Linked DNA regions of Xenopus laevis: region 1 is linked to region 2. Evidence: chromatin contacts called from public Hi-C data. All regions are on one chromosome and are shown on one strand. The core of a region is the stretch at or near the end of the contact, and the rest is flanking DNA. Distances in the headings are between cores, read along the strand shown. Region 1 holds the start of egfl7.S (EGF like domain multiple 7 S homeolog). Region 2 has its middle 33 kb from the start of egfl7.S.

Evidence for each region. Hi-C and Micro-C count contacts between places; a contact is called where the count stands out from the background.
Region 1: a contact with region 2 is called in a Hi-C map of the XL177 cell line, with 1.9 times the contacts expected there. The contact joins the promoter of egfl7.S here to the enhancer-like site in region 2. A contact is called at or near these places in 2 of 4 Hi-C or Micro-C datasets (the XL177 cell line and the XTC cell line).

What each region holds. Positions count from the first base shown.
Region 1 is chr8S:29,405,342-29,408,041 of Xenopus_laevis_v10.1, reverse strand. egfl7.S (EGF like domain multiple 7 S homeolog) reads right to left here and starts at 1,421. Exons shown (of 10, transcript NM_001086674.1): 1 at 1,267-1,421.
Region 2 is chr8S:29,372,132-29,374,831 of Xenopus_laevis_v10.1, reverse strand. No RefSeq gene overlaps it. Among protein-coding and RNA genes, the nearest start is that of egfl7.S, 33 kb to the left of the region's middle. Within about 2 kb of position 1,316, at least 1 of the 7 cell types and tissues checked has an H3K27ac peak or open chromatin away from gene starts, as enhancers often do.

The DNA.
Region 1 (2,700 bases), core at 172-2,671, 33 kb before region 2:
TTCAAATTCTAGAAAGGCCAAGTGTGAGCTTTGGAATCTACCCATCTGGAGACCATGCCAGCACTGCTCTGGTGCTTACAGCTCCCAGAATCCCCTGCACGGCAGCCATGCTGGATGCACAGTGCTCATGAGAACACGTGAATTTGCCTGGAAAGGCCTGGCAGGGATTTCCAACAACAAAACCAATACTGAGAGTGGATTATCTTTCTTCTAAACAAGACAAAATAAAGCCAATTGCAACCTGCTCTTTACTGATGACTAAACCCCCTTTCCCCTTTTACCTAAGCAAGATATTTGCTTACCAGATGAACCAGATGATTAGCAGGGGCTAGTTTCCCTTAAAACTGCCATTTGGGGATGAGACGGACAAGCCTGGTGCTCACAATCTTGTTATTGTCTGACTCCTGTATGCGTGAAATTTAAATTCTGACATATGTAAACCCTCTACTCTGCTCTCCCAGGGGCCCCGGGGACACATCCATTGTGCGATGCGGCCTGGAGATATCAGACACGTTTATGGTGCGTGGAGCATTATTTGGGAAATGCAGCAAAGTAGCAGTAATTGCTGGCGCTCCCATAGGGACGTTTATACAAATGCAAAGGAATGAATTCTTGAACAGGAGGGGGCTTGTTGCATAAAGGAAGGACTGGCAGCTTTAACCCTTCCCTCCCTGGATGGAGAATGTGTTCATTAATACCCCCCAAAGCTCATATGAAAGCATGGGCCGGCAGGAACTCTGGCACCCCTTTAAAAACTCTAAAAAATGAAGACCAATTGAAAAGTTGCTAAGAACTGCCAATACTAAAAGTTAACTTAAAGGCAAACAATCCCTTTAAAAATGCGCAAGCCAAGCCACGCCCAGGAAAAAAGCCGCAGCCCAGAATGCATAGTTTGACAGATGAGATACCTGACAGCACTTAATAGGGTGCAGTACTCAAAGTATGGGTGCAGCTCTGCTCTCACAGAGACTCACCACTAGGGGGGGCAGACCAATCAGAGAACTTCTAAAAAAACTTCTCTCCACTACAGATTAGCACTCACTCAGCACTTTTTCCCTGATACCGGTGACAGCAGCAAAGGATCAAGGTTCCAAAGGTAGGGTTTAACCTCTTTAATCCCTTCCTTCAGGCAGCCAGAAAGACTAATCCCATACAAGAGAGGCACTTTGATTGCAGACAGAGAAAAGAGAAAGAAACTTGGCAGAGAATGCTGGGAATTGTAGTTATCCAGGGCTGATTCCTACATGCAATTTCCATCTCACTCACCGATACTCCAAAGGGAAGGCTCCAGTTAAGGCAGACACAAAGAGGTTAATCTTTCTTGCTGTGGATCCCTTTAAATCCCACGTGTGCCTCTGTAAGGGCACAGACAGCCTCGGTGCATTTGGGAAATGGCCTCTTTGCACTTTGCTTGTGCAATCTGAAATATACATTGATCTGAAAGTGACAGGCAGTTCCCGGGGATCCCATCCCCCACATGCAAGGAGGAAAGCCCCCCTTCCCTCTTCCAATTGGATGCAGGACCGGGCTTTCCCTGACATCATATGGAATTTATCCCACCTGACCCGCACTGCTGTCCCCCCTTTTCACCGATCAGCTGAGAGGGGCAGAATGGAAGGGTCAAACTGGGATTCTGGGCTAAGAACCCCCCCAATATCTGAGCTGAGCAAGATAATACTGAGAGGACAGGAGCATCTTTAAAGGGAAAGCAAAGCCCTAGATCTGGCCACAAGGAGGTACCAGTCTCTCTCTGATTAAATTCAACTGGTTTCCAGTAAAAAAAGAAAAGAATGAGGAAATTTATGAACCCTGCTAACCTGAAGCCTAGGGCAACTATCCACAAAACTTATAGCCTGAGTAAAGTCTCCACCATATAGAGTTTCCCCAAGAGTGCTGCAGCAGCTGAGAAGCTCATGGAACCTAAGCACTCCCATAATAATAAACTCTGTTAAGATAAGTATTTTGTGATTCGTCTTTACTTCCCCTTCCATTGCTTTCCATTGCTTTATTTATATTTAATGATTTTAACGTTCGGTGTAAATGTAACTACGACGGCATGAGACAGTGTAGCAGAAGTTATGCACGAAGAAGCATTGTTGCAGGAGTCAGAACCATCAGCACATAACCTTAAACCCGGTGAGAATGAGGCATGAATGGATACTGGGATTTGCTTACAATGAGATCATCGTTCATTAGGCAAAAGTTAATTTATGGATAATGGATGTGCCAAACGCCAATGTGTAGCTTCACATACTTTAAATTTTCCCATCTGTCAGTGTCCGCAGCTTTTCTAATGTAGGCATCAAGGGCCCGATTCCCAGCTGGGGTTATGGGTGCCTAGTGTTTCCTTACATATTAATGAAATCACTTACCTAATTAAGCAGCTTCCTATGACCTAGGAACCCCCCTTAGTGAGCAGAGTGCTAAATGGGTCAGACTCCGGACTGGACTGGATTTCAAATATTTAAAAAAAGAGAGAGTCTTATCCAAATGGATGTGAGCCTCCCATCTGCCTGAAAGGTGTTAGAGATCTGTGCCTTATGCCTGCTTCCCAATTCATCCCAACGGCCATAAAGCAATTTATTCTGGGAACAAAAGGGATTAACAGGTGGCAGTTTCTTCTCAATTCTGCCCATAAGTGACCCTTGCACATTATTTTGGGTGAGCCAGTTATTTGTAACAGGGGTAATAAGAGGGGAC
Region 2 (2,700 bases), core at 67-2,566:
AGAGCAATCTCATCAACACTTTTACTGGTGTATATTCATTTACCCGATGAGGTTGAGCTGCCATACTGCTTCAGTTAAACATTATCCATAGACCGCGGGAAACAATGCCCTCTGGTGGCCATGGATACTTGCAGAAGGCTTGCTTAGTTTCACCAGACAGTTAGTACAACCTGCCTAAAGGCTGCCATCCAGTAACATGGACTGCATAGAACACAGTGCCCACTATAGACAATGATACCCTCTGTGCCCATGAACCCCTCTATCTGCACTAGGCTAAATATATCCAAATACCGATACTTACACAGGCTTATTAGCTCAGCAGTGCCAACCTATGCCATTGGTATAATTACTGGCGCACAGCTTGTTTCCGGGGGGGGGGGGGTCTTCTTTCAGATGGAGAAGGTCAGCAAATATACTCCTGCAATGGAAAAGCTGTCTTTGTGGGGTGGAAGGGCAAATGCCACTGAGGGAGGCACAATCCGTATTGTAGAGCAAGATGGGGACAGTAGGGGGCAAGATGGGGACAGGACGTGTGGGTACCAGTTAGTCTGTTAGGAAAAGCAACACAATAAATAGAAAGGTTGTGAAAGAAATGTCCCTGTCCCACGCTTCCCCACTGTATCTGAGCAAATCTTTTCCCCAGGGATAAGACTGCACAGCAGCGCCCCCTACAGGATTCATGTAGATGTAGGGCATTGATGTTCTCATTAGAAAGCCAGAGGTCACCTGTGAAACCTGGGTAAGAGGGTGACCTTCTTTGCTTCCTTCTGACTGCTGAGCTATTAACCTTGTGGCAGCTTCTCTAACCCACCATCAGATAAGGGGAGGTCAGGAAGGAGTGAGGGGTTAAATGAGTGGGAAAGGCTGATTTAACCTGTGTTATGCAAAGGGCCCACTTACTGTAAATCACTGCCAGACCCGACTCCCTACATATTTATCAGCTGCAGAGGGTTTCAGTGGCAGAAAATAAACAACCAAGGGCAAGTGGCTGCTCATTCTGCATAATGACAGAAAATGTCACGCTAAGCAACTTCCCAATATACATTCATTACACATTCTCACTATGGAATCAACGCTGCAGAAGAAAGCCGACTCGGAGGAGAATTGACTTCTGCTACATTTTTCAAATAGTCGGACCCAGACAACTAAAAAGGGATAGACACAGCTTAAAATAGCATTTATATTTATAAATAACTTAAACTCCAATGAAAACAATGAATGAATGTATATTGGGAAATTGCACAGAGCTACATTTTAGGTTAAAAAACTGTTTTGGGGGTAGAAATCCCCATTAAGATGTAGACTTTCTGGTTTAAAGGGCAAGTTCTGCTCATATTGGGCAGAAGAAAAGGCTGTGCCCTGTCTAAACTGTGGGAATACTACACTATGGGAATTCTTCTTTCAGTGTGAGCAGTGGCAGGAAATGGGAAGCATTATTTCTTATAGAGCAAGCTACACAAGAACTTTGCCTTTTGTGTATTTATAGCTGGTTACTATTCTGCTTGGCTGGTGGGTTTGCTTGAATTAGAATATGGTAAAATATCATGAGGGGCAAAGCTATTTTTGGGGCCCCAGGAGCTTGGCTGCCTGTACTTAAACCTGCATATCTGCCACAGAAGCATATAATGAGCGTTCTATATGGATGTTTTGTTAAATCACGCTGACATACTGTACAAATAGGCTTAAAGTCATAATGGGCTTTTGGTTGGACAGGGACATCCGAGAGATTGATATAGTCGGGAATGGAGACTCTTCTCTGAACTGAAGCTAATGATTAGGAAAATTTTGATGGAGGGGAGCCAGATTGTGCCTCTGTCCCCTCCTTTTACATGCATTCCTTCTGACTGGCGCACAGCAAAACCTTCCCGACAGGTGGGAGATTTCCATTCACAGACCATTCATCATAATCCGGCTGCTATCAATGGTCAGAAGGGACGATCCCTGTCTTCTCCTGCATCAGCACTTACTGGGGAGATGCTTTTCTTGGCTTCTGAAACTTCCAAGGTGTTTATAATGAGCATAACATTCATTTCAGCCACAAGGTGGGCTGCATATATGTGCCAGATGCATGGGTCGTTATACATCATTCTGTTCATACTTCTGCTTTTATAATGAATATATTCATCGCAGAATGTATAATTCATTAATTTCTCATTATATATTCCTTCAGCTTCAATGAAGATGTTGCAGTTTCAGTTTTGCCTAAGCTTCCAATTTAGCAGGAACAGACCCCTAAGTTTGCTCATAGCCTGTACAGAGAGATCCCATTAAACTATGGCAGCATAGGTATTCCCCTGTACTAAGCACAATTCAGCAGGAACAGACCCTAAGTTTACTCATAGCCTGTACAGAGACATACCATAATAAAACTATGACAGTATAGGTATTCCTCTGTACTAAGCATAATTCAGCAGGGACAGTCCCCCAGAGTTTACTCATAGCCTGTACAAAGAGATCCCATAAAACGATAGCAGTGTAGGTATGGCTCGTGCTCCCCCCACCTCTGGATGCACACGTGACACCCCTCTTCCATTCTGCACAGCTCCAGTGGGCCCCAAGGGAGTGTGATTGCACCCCTAGTGGTTACGCCACCGTGTGGCAGAAAGAAACATATTTCTATGGCACATTTCCATATGAAGCAAAGATAACACTGCAGGCATTGTCACTAGAGAAATTGTATGTTCCATGCCATTATAATGA